3 separate regions of the Mus musculus genome follow, and regions 1 and 2 are each linked to region 3. Evidence: chromatin contacts called from public Hi-C data. All regions are on one chromosome and are shown on one strand. Each heading gives the region's core, a stretch centred on a gene start, on an enhancer-like site or on the middle of the called end of the contact. The rest is flanking DNA. Distances are from core to core; before and after follow the strand shown. Region 1 has its middle 47 kb from the start of Tram1l1. Region 2 has its middle 8.9 kb from the start of Snhg8. Region 3 has its middle 34 kb from the start of Gm40144.

Region 1 (4,391 bases), core at 236-2,735, 300 kb before region 3:
AAGGCAGAGAGAAGATTTTTGAACCTAGAAAAGAGAGTTTGTATTCAGCAGGCTGATAGCATCGGTAATACTGGAGGAAATCTGCTGTGCCGAAGCAAATTCCGTGCTAGCTGTAAGATTCCAGATAAAAATACGGTCATGGTTTGTAAAGAGGAAGAACAATAAAATTGTATTGGTACAGATATAGGTACATGACCAAATCTGACCAATTCCATGTTGAACGAAAGCAAATGTTTACTGAAACAAAGAGTATCGTGGACTCACACACCGAGGATGCAGTGAGTGGGAGCCTGTAGCGTTGGATCGGTGCTCAGAAAGACTTGAGCTGCCCAAGAATACAAAAACAAACAAACAAACAAACAAAAAAGACCCCCCCCAAAAAAAACAAAAAACCTAGTTAGGATTTTAAAGCTAGTACAGAAAAATTCTACCCACCGAACAGTAAACCTCTCCACAAATGTCCTCAATCAAAGTAAATGACACGGGGTGTTTGCGACTCACTTTTCCAGTGTGGGCACGCGGTTCTCACTGAATGGCAGCTTCCCAGTGTGAAATCAAAGAGAAAATATGCTGAGCGACGTGACCCAAACTCAGAAAGACAAAAATACCCATGTTCTCTCCCGTATTCACACCCAAGCCTTTAATGTCTACTTGTATATATGTAAACAGATGTGTGTGTGTGTGTGGGGGGGGGGGGTAAATTCCAAATTCTAGAAAGAAAACCTCAAAACGGTAACATGAGTTGGTCAGGAATGATGGAGAATAAGCTAAAAAGTTGGGGTGGGAGGGGGGTGGCGGGGATTGCTACACGGAGAGAACAGGCTGTTTCGAGAGAGGCAGACAGAGAATCACAAAAACACATGCTACCTGAAAATGTCCTGCCTAGTACACTATATCCTATCTAATACATTATACACTGATTTAAGGAAATGTAAAAATACATATTTTAAAAATTGCTCTGCAGGGTTCCCAATGAAGGAACTACAGGAAGGACCCAAGGGGCTGAAGGGGTTTTGCAGTCCCATAGGAGGAACAACACTATGAACCAACCAGTACCCCCAGAGCTCCCTAGGACTAAACCACCAACCAAAGAGCACACATGGAGGGACCCATGGCTCCAGCTGCATATGTAGCAGAGGATGGCCTAGTCGGTCATCAATGGGAGGAGAGGTCCTTGGTCCTGTGAAGGCTCAATGCCCCAGTGTAGGGGAATGCCAGGGCCAGGAAGTGGGAGTGGGTTTGGAGGTGAGCAAGGGGAGTGGGATGGGATAGGGATTTTCGGAAGGGAAATCAGGAAAGGGAAAAACATTTGAAATGTAAATAAAGAAAATATCTAAAAACAAACAAACAAACAAACAAACACAAAAACCAAAGGTTTCATTTTTTGTGCCGTTCTCCTGTTCGGTCGCATGGGGGCAATGTAGCTCCAGGAACCGCATTTGCAATCGCGGCTGGAAACCCCAGGGAAACAGGAGCTGGTTTTAAAGCAGAAAATGCTTCCGCAGAATTCTCAGATCACACAGAGAGGATTTTGATGCTGCGGGACCTTCTAACTCAGAAGGAAGCTTCCAATCTAATATTCTGCTTTCTACGATCCGCACAGGGGGTAGATGAAGGCAGTTTTGACGACCCTTAATTCATCTTCATAAAAATCTATCTTCATAAAATACTAACTCCGCAAAAATCCCAAAATGAAAGACCGGAGAGACATTCAATAATTCAGAAGAAATAGACATATCATTAAAGTTCCACTTCATAATATACTAAGAACATCCTGAAATGGAAATAAACTGAAAAGTATGTTAGTGATTTCATATTAAATTATGAAAGATAATAGAAAATATTAAATAAATTCTGACAAATAAATTAAAGAGCCCTTAAAATAAATGAAATAAAGTGAATATTTTATCATCAATCTCTGTTAAGAAGAAGAGTATCAAGCGTATTTTTTTTTAAACTCAAAGAAATATGTTAGAAGTTGGTAAGTTAAAATGTAAACTATATCTGTCCATAGTCTTAAGACGGGTATTTTGGGTCTTATACAATTTTTTGAGAATCAGAGACAAAGAAAATATCCTATCCATACACAGCAGTGTACTACAGTTTTAATATTGTGAACACAATGCATGACAACTTAAGGACGGAAGGGTCTAGTTTGGCTCACAGTCTGAGGGTCCAGTGCACCACCAGGGCAAACATGGCGCAGAAATACAAGGCAGCGGTCGGTCTCACTGCATCTGCAGTCACAAAACAGGGCGCAGGGACCACTGTTACTCAGCTTTCTACCTTTCACTCACTGGAGGATTCTAGCCTATGGCATTGTGGGTCTTGCCTGTAGTGAGGATAGTTCTGCTCGCCCAATCTACAAACCCCTTATGCACACTCACAGTTTTGTTTTCCTGGTGATTCTGGGTCCTGTCACTTCAATAATCAGCATTAAGAATTACAAGCAGAAAAGTATAGAGAAATTAAAAGTCCATTGCTGATTTGGAGCCAGAGAGCGGGCTTAGTGGGGCAAAGTACTTTCTGGGCAAACTCGACAACCTGAAATCAGAGCCCAGCACCTATGTAAGAAGGTAAATGCTACAGTGTTCATCTACAGGCAGTCACAGAAACAAGAGAGACCTTGCCTCTAACAGGGTGGAAAGTGAAAAGTGACACCCTGAATCCATACTCTGCTGTGCACATCCACACTGTAGTATGCATATCACACACACATGAATGGATATATATATATATATATATATATATATATATATATATATATATATATATATGTTAACTTTAAAAGACACCATGCAATTGAGAGGGAGCAAGGAAGGTTATATGGAAAGTTTAGAGGGATGAAAGGAAAGAGTAGTGGCTAATTATATAATAAACTAAATAATAGTAATAATAAAAAAATCACAGATATTCCACCTTATTCTCTGTACAGTCTTGTTTTGATTTTCCCAATATTCACTACAGCACATCAGTTTTTAGAATTTATATATAAACAGAAAAGAATATGAGGAGAAAGGTAAATGGTTTGGCTCAGGCTCAAATGTCAAAATAATAATTTCTCTTTGTTTTGTTATTTCAATAGAAAAATTCAACATTTCTTCAATTTCCGTTTTTATATCAGGAGTGAAGGGCAGTCAGCAGAGAACTATGGATGCGCACTGCCACAAACCTTAGCTACAAGCTCCTGATTCCTGCTAGAGGGGTACTTGTGCAATGCTGTATATTATTGCTCTAGGCATGATATGTAATAGAAAAAGAGCCTAGTTGTCCATCCACAGATAAATGGATGCAGAAAGTGTGCTATGCCTACACAATAGGATTTATTCCATCTCCAAAGAAAACTGAAATCGTGACACTTGAGGGAAAATGGATACAAATGGGGTGCTAATTAGAATAGGCCAGATTAGGGAAGATTGCTACATTATCTTTCAAAATTATATGTGTTCCTATTGCAAATTTCAGTGGATGGAGAGGTGAGGAGGCTATGAGAAGGGAAACCATAATCAGAATATATTGTATGGAAAAAATATTTTTAATAAAGTGTAAAAATAAAATTGCATTTATTGATATTTTGGTGTCTATAGGTGTCTGTGCATTTGTTCCTGCTACATAACTGTTGTATGGTCAGAGGACAGCTGGCAGGAGTTGATTTTCTTCTTCCATCCTGTGGGTGGGGATGGAACCCAGGTCATTAGCTTGGTACCAGATGCCCTCATCGGCTGAGCCATCTCTCAGCACAAATACTACATTTTCTTTGTCATTCAAATCCCAGACCCTGATCTTATATGTGTGTGAGTGGAGATTGTGAAATTAGAAAGACAACCATAAAGGAGGATTATGAGATATTAAGGATGAAGAAAAGGAGAAGAACAAAAAGCAAAAGAAAGATAGAGCTGAGCTAATTGTACCATGAGGGTGAAATGGGGATTTGGGAGGCCAGGAGGCCAGTGAAATGGGGAGAAAAGGAGCTGGCTAGGATGCAGAAGAACAGAGTGCATTTTTAAATGCCATGATAGGGCCTGTTACTTTTTATAACACATAGAACTTACAAGCTAACTCGTAAAGACCAAGGTAATAAATGGTGAATTTGAAAAGTCTGCCCTTCCTCAGCCATGGACTGGGTCAAATGAAGAGAGCTTGTATATATATGAAGCTACTCTGTTCTCCATGAAGGCTAGATAATAAAATGAGTAAAACCACAATCCAAATACTCTGTAGCCACAGTGATTTTATAATTAAATAATTAGAAAAAAATTAATCAAAGTGGTAGCATTAAAAATTCACATAATGTACTTTATGATTTTCATTTTTTTTAAAATCTGGTTATACATTTTCTCTTAAATACTGTTTAATGCATGTGATTTCTATTGATCAATAATCTTTCAAGT
Region 2 (4,409 bases), core at 1,249-3,748, 460 kb after region 3:
CTGAGATCTGGGCCCATGGACATCATCAAAGGACAGGCCTCCTTCCTCAGTCAAACCAGCCTAGAGACTCCTTCATAAGTGTATCCAGGGGTTTGTCTCTAGAGTCGATTGAGAGCCTGTGAGGTTGACAATCGGCGTTAACTGTGATGGTGCCCTGCTCTAAACTGCACGTCTTCAAAGAGCAAGCCATTCACTTAGCTTTCCAATTACAGCAAGATCACCACTGCCCCGCGGTGACAGGAAAATGGCTCTTGCCAGTGTTCAGATTCTAGGGCCTAAGGAACGGTGAGGGTCCCTGGGGACGGCACATGACCGTAGCATAAAGGGACACTCAGGGACGTACAGCTAAGCCTTGATGTGAGGCTTTGGTTGAGGCGGATCTTGACCTTTTAACTTCATGTACAGAATGTCAAGCTGCTTTGAGACTGTTTAAGGACCTTCTAACAGATGCCTCTATGTGTGGACTGCTTAACTTAACAAAAGCCTTCAATGAGGTGATAAGGAATCGGACTGGAGGTTCTTATTCCGTTGTCGTATTAAGTTCCACGGCCTTTAAATAAAATAATTCATAATAAAGTCATCAAAATAAAGTGTAAAACCAAAGAAGCATGCCTGCCTTCCCAGCAATGCTATTTACCATATATTCCTTAACATCACAAAAGTCTGCCTGTTTCACTCTATAAATGAAAAAGGGGGCTTAAGATTCATATTACGTGTGTGTGTGTGTGTGTGTGTGTGTGTGTGTGTGTGTTTATGTGTAGGTGTGAGTATGCACACTTGTGTGCTCAGAAAACCCTGCTGAGGGCCTTGCATCCCTTGGAGACAGTTACGGACATTTGCAGGATGCTTGGTTGTTATGTGCTATTGGACTTTGCACTCCGGGGCCTCATGAGCAACAAGCTCTCTCTTAACTGCTGAGCCATCTCTCCATCCTCAAATGATTCCAAGGACCGCCTGGGTTTGTGAACATGAGAGTCTTCAGCAAGAAGTAGCTGCACTCTACTATGACATCCACAAGGCACAATAGGTAGCCATTATGGATGTGCAAGTCCTTTCTTCCCATTCAATCTGCTTTCTTATACAGCTCTGTTTCGTTTAGTACCTAAAAAGAATTAGGTACTTTTTGAAAATTCTTACTCATTTTTATCAAATTTGAGTTCTGAACTTCGGGAACTTTCTGATTTTTACTCTGTACTACTTGTTGACATAAACTCGCATACAGATAAAAGAGAGTTTTCAACTAGAGAAATACACAAATGCCTGTGTTGTCTCCAACGCTAGGTCTGAGTCTACTTGGATTTCTGTAAATTTTCTGAGACAAAAACCTACTAAAACTCATATAATTGAAGAGCATCCAAAGTCTTTCTCTTACTTGAGTAAAGAGGAATATTAAGATTCTCTGGAATGTAGCTCAGCTGGTACAGTGCTTGCCTAGTGTGTATGAAGCCTTTGGTTTGATGTCCAGCATGATATGGTCAGCAGAAAGACACACGGCTGTTAGTGTCTGTTATCCCAATACTTGGGACAGAGCGGAGAAAGAACGGAAGTCCAAAGTTCAAGTCAGCCTCAGTTACTTGGCAAGCTCAAGCTACCCTGGGATACAGGAGACCACATCTTTTTTTTTTCCATTTTTTATTAGGTATTTAGCTCATTTACATTTCCAATGCTATACCAAAAGTCCCCCATACCCACCCACCCCCAATCCCCTACCCACCCACTCCCCCTTTTTGGCCCTGGCGTTCCCCTGTACCGGGGCATATAAAGTTTGCTTGTCCAATGGGCCTCTCTTTCCAGTGATGGCCGACTAGGCCATCTTTTGATACATATGCAGCTAGAGTCAAGAGCTCCGGGGTACTGGTTAGTTCATAATGTTGTTCCACCTATAGGGTTGCAGATCCCTTTAGCTCCTTGGGTACTTTCTCTAGCTCCTCCATTGGGGTTCCTGTGTTCCATCCAATAGCTGACTGTGAGCATCCACTTCTGTGTTTGCTAGGCCCCGGCATAGAGGAGACCACATCTTAATAGAGAGAGAGAGAGAGGGAGAGAGAGAGAGAGAGAGAGAGAGAGAGAGAGAGAGAGAGATTGATTCCATTTAAGAAATGAAACAGAATTAATCAGTAAAATCACTATAATCCTTGGTTTCTGACCAAAAAGAAAGGAAATGAAATCTAATTTTCTAATTCAACACAGTGATCATCTGTTCTAATTATAAATATTGGGCAATAGGAAACAGGGCCAAGGTTGGCCATTTCTGTGGAATTACTTCCATTATAAAATCCGGGAGGCATTCCCCTAGTGGATGAGGACAATCTTGGCAGAGATACAGCCAAGAATTGGCCAAAGTCGAGCACTGTCAGTAGTGCTGCAACATAAGGTCCTTCTTTCCTTATGCAGGCCATATGCAGGTGTCTATCGTTTCCCATCTTGGCTTTCCCATTTGAACAAGAAGCATTGAATTGAGCATGCAACATAGAAACAGAGCTGGCATGGTAAGATGAATAGGCTGCCTCTTCGCCCTCTGGTGGACCAAGCAGAAACATCACGTCAGTAGTTGTCCATTTATATATACTTCCCATTAACAATGAATTACCAATAATTCAGACAGCATCAGATGAGTTAAAACTGCTACTTACTTATCAACTTAATATGTATGATGGCTATTCTTGTTTATCAACCTGACTACATCTGGAATTAACTTAAAGACTAAGAAATTGTTTTCTTAATTAAATGAAGTGGGAAGACACATTTCTAGTCCAAATCTTTGAGGCAGGAAGATATATCTTTAATCCAGGTCTTTTGAGGTGGGAAAGATCCACCTTTAATCTAGGGCCACACCTTCTGTTGACAGTTTATATGAAAGACATAAGGGAAGCTTGCTCTCTCTTGCTCTGCTTGCTCTATCTCCCTAGTAAAGCCATTCTTTCACCAGCACTAGAGCCTACCTTGGGATGTTGGCATGTACTGCAAACCAGCTGACACACCCACCCAGACTCATGTACCAAACAACTACTGGATTCTTGGACCTTCCATTGGTAGACAGCCATTGTTTGGCTAGCTGGACCACAGCGTGTAAACCATTCCAATACACAATGCTTAGGAGTGCTTGCTGCTCTCACAGGGGGCCTGGGTTAGGTCCCAGCATTCTTTTCAGGCAGTTCACAACTACCTGTAACTCTACCTCCACGGAATCCGAAGCTCCCTTCTGACCTCTACACTCATATACACAAACCCACATGCAAACACACACATACACACAATTAAAAATAAAATAGAATCTTACAGAAGAAAGGCCTGTAGTGTTTAGTTTTAGTTGTTTTAGTTTTAGTTTTAGTTTTAGTTGTTTCAGTTTTAGTTTTAGTTTTAGTTTTAGTTTTAGTTTTAGTTTTAGTTTTAGTTTTAGTTTTAGTTTTAGTTTTAGTTTTAGTTTTAGGCTATGCTGTGAAGTTGTTGCTTTATAATAAAATCAAATTTCCAAAACTCATCATTTTCTAAACTCACTCATTATTATATAAAACAAAGTTCATGGGGCAGGCTGGCAGAGCCATTAAGAATGCTGGCACTTTCATGTCATTATTCACAATAAATTACATCAATAAAATCACGGTCAATAATAAATCAATGTATTCATTTTCTAGGGTTTACATGCAACTAAATAATAGGATAACATCGCCACCTAGTGGCTCTCTAAAATTGACACGTAAATATCAATCCATCTCACTGTTCTACACAGCTATAATCCTTAAGGACAGACAGTGGCTCAAAGATTTGGGGAATGGGCTAACAGAGTAAATGTCTCAGGAAGCATCTATAATGTATATTGTGACAAGCAACTAAAGCAACAAGTAACAACTAAATTGCCAAATGATTTTATGAAAGCATTAAGTAGTTTACAATCCCCCAAAACAAGAACTTCCCTTTAATAAGCTATATTAAAGGTTACCTAAATAATAATTTTGCATACACAAATGTAGTCAAACAGAAAAAACATAGTTTTTTTTAAAGCCTCACAAGTCATCTGGAAATGACAGAAGAAAAAAAACAAGCTTTTGAGATGTTAAATGTTTAATAGCGCACATGTATAGCCCAGATATGTATGCAAAATTATACGAGCAAGTTCATTATTAAAGTGGTACAGTTGATTTCTTCTCGGTCCATTTGGACAATTCTAGCTATTATGGAGAGACCATAACAGGTGCAGTTGATGTTGTTGATGTCTTAGTGAAGATGGTAGCTGTTTCCTGATACCAAATGTTTACCCGGGAACCCCAGGTCCCACATTCTTCTAACGCAGTCACCTCCAGTTTGGTTGATGCTTCCATCTCTCTCCATCCCTTCCTGACTGCCGTAAATTCCGAAAGAAATCCATATGGTGCTTACCTTGCACAAGTCCCTCCTCTCACTCACGGTCT
Region 3 (4,402 bases), core at 455-2,954:
GATAGCATTTGAAATGTAAATGAAGAAAATATCTAATAATTTTTTAAAAAAAAAGAAAGAAATTTTCATTATTTCCTGGGGATATCGCATCACTACCCTCAATCAGGAAACACAGTTCATATGATGTGTGGTCTGGACTAACTGCCCAGAGAAAAGAAATCAAAAACAAAACAAAATCAAACAAAACAAAACACCTACCCACAAAACAAAACAAAACAAACGACCCTAATGTCAAAAGGTGATACACAAAAAGATAGTGGTAAGAGTAGATGGTTATTGGTATAGGGAAATTACAAGGTTATTTATTAAGTGTTGTTTAGAAGTCACGTGAGAGTTTGTAGCTCACTGTATTAAACTAGTGCCTTTTTACCAACTTATCGTCAAGGATATTTCAGCTTTATTCCAGAATGGTCCTAGTGTAATTCAACTGACTCAAAAGAAATCTGATTTATTACCTAATACTTTAATTGAAGCATAGAGTTATTTAACATCAGATAAATTAAAACTCTTTACAGAGGTATTATTGTTTTATTCTTTACCTTTGGATTGTGTGTGGATAAATATGTTGTGTATATAAGAATGCACATACATATCTGTGTGTCTGTGTATGTCATGATATAAATATATGTCAATAAAATAGAAAATATTGTATTTTGAGTGAGGAGAAAATTTTACTATTTAATTACGTTTATTTATTTTATGTATATGGGGGTTGTGCCTGCATATATGTCAGAACACCACACGTACACCTATTGCCAATAAGGCTGTAAATCAAGAGGGGCTGGAGCTGCAGATGCGATCCACCAAATGGATACAGGTAATAAATAGAACCGAGGTCATCCTCGAGAGCAGCCTGTGCTCTAAACCCGAGTCATTTTTCGAGCCTGCCCTGATGAGAATATTTTAAAATAAATAATGTACATACCAGCATCATTACTCATTCAATGTTCTAAGTAGAAATGTAGATGTGCACACTGATGTTAATGGCTAATAGTTGATGGTTAGGGCAAAGGGAAACCCATGCTGCTCTGCAGGGGCAAAAACATAAATTTTCCTCTATTGGATTTTGCTAAAGTCACATGAAAATTATCCAAATCAATGATGAACAATGAAGTATAAAATAATTCACATTTCAAATATTAGATATTTTGACAGTTGGGAAACAGCTGATTTACTGTTTGGCATGTGTCCACTTCATATTGACAAAGTCCGTGCCACAGAATCATCCGCATGTCTGTATATAACTAGACACTGTCGGCATGCTGTAATATATAAAATTAGACTTCCAAGATGTGACTTGGTGCTGCACTGCCATTAGCTGTGAAGTTTTCTGTCAAATGAAGAACAAATATTTTCAAATAGCAATACGATGGATTGGATTTGCTTGGCAGTTTCGACTGCTCTGTTCATATGCTCTAATTATTCTGTAATCATCTAGGCTATGGGCCATTCTTTGGATATTGTATCCAAAGACGTTAGCAGGTTTACCTTAGCTACAAATGTGGATTTCTCATTTCATAAATATTATCTAGAAAAAAATTTAAACGACGAGGGGGAAAAAAATACCAGTTTTCCGAGCTTGAAAAGGGCACATCCCGCAGAGAAGCACTGGATGTGAGCATGGTGAAAACTGACTTGCTTTCGCAGCACATAGGAATATTTCAGATCCCTCTGCTGAGTTTTCACAGCGTGAGCGTCCACACTCTCAGCTGCATGCTGGGAGCGCACCTGGCAGAAGGAGGAAGCTCCTGCCACAGATGATCAGCTACACTGCTCTTGGCGCTTTCTCTGTGGGGAAGCTGTGCTCATTTTGAGCTCTGCTGTGGATGAAAAGACAAACCAACAACCTGTGTGAAGTCAACATACACAGAATCACCCCTGGTGGATCAATGATGGAGAAACCACTCAAAAGGCATCACGATAGCCAGGACACTAACTGATAATGATTCTCCAACCTTTTCTCTAATGAAGCACTTTTGCTCCTTGCACAAGTAACTGGAGTCTTTAATTTCATCTCTATTCGCACAATTCTATGAGATTGCATATTAGGCTGACTCTAGTTTCTCACAGTGATTTTATTTTTGCATGTAATGATAATTATTATTTCCCTGACAAATAATGACCCCTAGATATTATTGTTGATGTTGATAATACCATTACTATTTTCTTAATTAATTGACGGTATCAAAGAACTTTCCCACATGTCCTAGCATAACCAAGAGAGTTCATCTCATTACTTCACTTAATTTTCACTTTATTGGATTGCGTTATTAAACCTAAATTATTCCCCTTACATTCATTTCCTCAGTTTATTGGAAATGGGCAAGAGATGGTAGCTTTTCTGCATAGTGACATTAAGAATGAAAGTTTGAGAGGGATTCAGGAGGAGTTGAGGAAATGAATCTAAACAAAATACATTATAAAAATGTATGAAATTCTCAAGGAATATAGATTTGACCATTATATATCAAAACAAAATATAATTTATTTAAGAAACATATAAGGCATAATTAAAAGTGCTTTAACAACACTAATTTATTCAACCCTATCAACAATCCCTTATGAAAAGTTGTATTTTTGTGAAATTTTTCACATATATGTGTGTCATGTGTATATATAAATATGAAAATAAAAATTTGGGGCTGATAAAATAGCTCAGCAGATAATGGCGCTTGCCCCCAAGTCCAGCGACCAAAGTTCAATACCAGGGTTCACGTGGTAGAAGAAAAGAACAAACTCCTGAAGGTTGCCTTCTGACTTGCAGAAATACTTGTGCATGCATACACACACACACACACACACACACACAGAGAGAGAGAGAGAGAGAGAGAGAGAGAGAGAGAGAAACATCAATCACATGCATGAAATAAATGAATGAGACAGCACTTTTCTGAAAAGAATGAAAATTCTAGGAAGTTATTTACATATGCATGTGGCATCTTAAACCTTGAAGGCAGAAGGCAGGGAGAACTCCCTTGCTTAACTCTTCAAGTCAGTATCCAAACAACTTTTAAAAATTAGCAATCAGTAAATTATACTCTGAAGTATCAGTAGTCGTTTTTGATTTGATAGGACATTATGGTGAGTGTATTAGTTTAAATTAATTATACTAACCCCTCTGTTTCTTAGTTATTTGCCTGAGCTTTTCATGACTCAGCGGTTCTCCCTTGGGCAACACAAGCACAGAGGCCAGAGTAATGACTCAGCAGTTAAGGGAGCTTACAGCGCTGTCACTGTCATGGGGCCTGAGTTCAATTCCCAGCACCTAGCATTAACCTCACAGGAAGGTTAATGTGTTTAGGAACCATCATTTTAAAATGAGATTTGAAAAAATTAAAGTGACACACTTTGATATGACTTTATTCTATAATAAAAATTTCTTGTAACAACTTCCAGGGTGGAATATTGCATTTCAAGAAACCAAAATCTGTTAGTCCACAGTATTTGGCTACATGATGAAATCTTTCTTATCCCCCTTGAGGTAAGAACTTCAGTTTGGCATCAATACTTCCATATTTTTGTTATTTTACTACTAATATTTTTCTACCACTAATATCTTTTTGCATTCCCTCCCAAAGTTACCAGATTGCTAGCATCTTTATTTTAATACACAAAGATACTAAATATATCACAAATAATGTAAGAAAGTGAATCTGCTTGTTAAATAGATTGTAGTACTTATATATGGAGGCTAGGCATTTTAAGTGGATTATCTTTATATTTCCAATACTAGTCATTTCAATGGGAGACATGATTATACTCAAAGTAGTAAAATGTGTGTAATAGTTCATAGAAATCCATAATATCTACATAAATATATACATTATATCAGCTATGTTAGTTCTATCCACCAAAAGAGGCCTGGAAATAATAAGAATCACTAAGAACAGCCAGACCTCAGAAAGTGAGTCCCATTGTGTGTGTGTCTGTGTGTGTATGTGTGTGTGTGTGTGTGTGTGAGAGAGAGAGAGAGAGAGAGAGAGAGAGAGAGAGAGAGAGAGCACAATAGCATGAATGTCATGGTATGTGTGTGGAGGTAAGAGGACAACTTGTGGAACTTGTTTCTTTCCTACCACCTTGTGTGATCCACACACTGAATTCAGCTGTCAGGCCCAAACATTAGTATGTCTCTACTTGCTGAGGCATCTCACTGTTCTCTGTGACTTCTTTTCATGTTCATGTCTATTCACTTTGTCTTATGGCCCACTCTTTTAACCAGTGAAGTCTGTGTGAACATGGATTTGGAGTCATCCTTTGGCACCTGGTGCGCTCAACAATAGATATGCAACTACAGACAGAAATTCTTCCAGCCATAGAACCTATTAACAGTCAATAGTTCAGAAGTAATGAATAGGACACAGGAAGTGGGGTGCTGACTATAGGTGAGGACTCTTCAATGGGG

What was found. A called contact is a pair of places that touch in the nucleus more often than the background predicts.
Region 1: a contact with region 3 is called in a Hi-C map of cerebellar granule neurons, with 2.6 times the contacts expected there. The contact joins two enhancer-like sites. A contact is called at or near these places in 5 of 484 Hi-C or Micro-C datasets (brain, cerebellar granule neurons and cerebellum) and 1 of 115 datasets of contacts at active chromatin or transcription factors (the NIH/3T3 cell line).
Region 2: a contact with region 3 is called in a Hi-C map of cerebellum, with 4 times the contacts expected there. The contact joins two enhancer-like sites. A contact is called at or near these places in 3 of 39 promoter capture datasets (the 3T3-L1 cell line and hippocampal neurons), 5 of 484 Hi-C or Micro-C datasets (Th2 cells, cerebellar granule neurons and cerebellum) and 1 of 115 datasets of contacts at active chromatin or transcription factors (embryonic forebrain).

Annotation. Positions count from the first base shown.
Region 1 is chr3:124,272,200-124,276,590 of GRCm38.p6, reverse strand. No RefSeq gene overlaps it. Among named protein-coding and RNA genes, the nearest start is that of Tram1l1, 47 kb to the left of the region's middle. Within about 2 kb of position 1,485, at least 27 of the 459 cell types and tissues checked have an H3K27ac peak or open chromatin away from gene starts, as enhancers often do. A contact at or near this core is called in cerebellar granule neurons and cerebellum, where this site is marked.
Region 2 is chr3:123,515,065-123,519,473 of GRCm38.p6, reverse strand. No RefSeq gene overlaps it. Among named protein-coding and RNA genes, the nearest start is that of Snhg8, 8.9 kb to the right of the region's middle. Within about 2 kb of position 2,498, at least 4 of the 459 cell types and tissues checked have an H3K27ac peak or open chromatin away from gene starts, as enhancers often do. A contact at or near this core is called in cerebellum, where this site is marked.
Region 3 is chr3:123,971,338-123,975,739 of GRCm38.p6, reverse strand. No RefSeq gene overlaps it. Among named protein-coding and RNA genes, the nearest start is that of Gm40144, 34 kb to the left of the region's middle. Within about 2 kb of position 1,704, at least 6 of the 459 cell types and tissues checked have an H3K27ac peak or open chromatin away from gene starts, as enhancers often do. A contact at or near this core is called in cerebellar granule neurons and cerebellum, where this site is marked.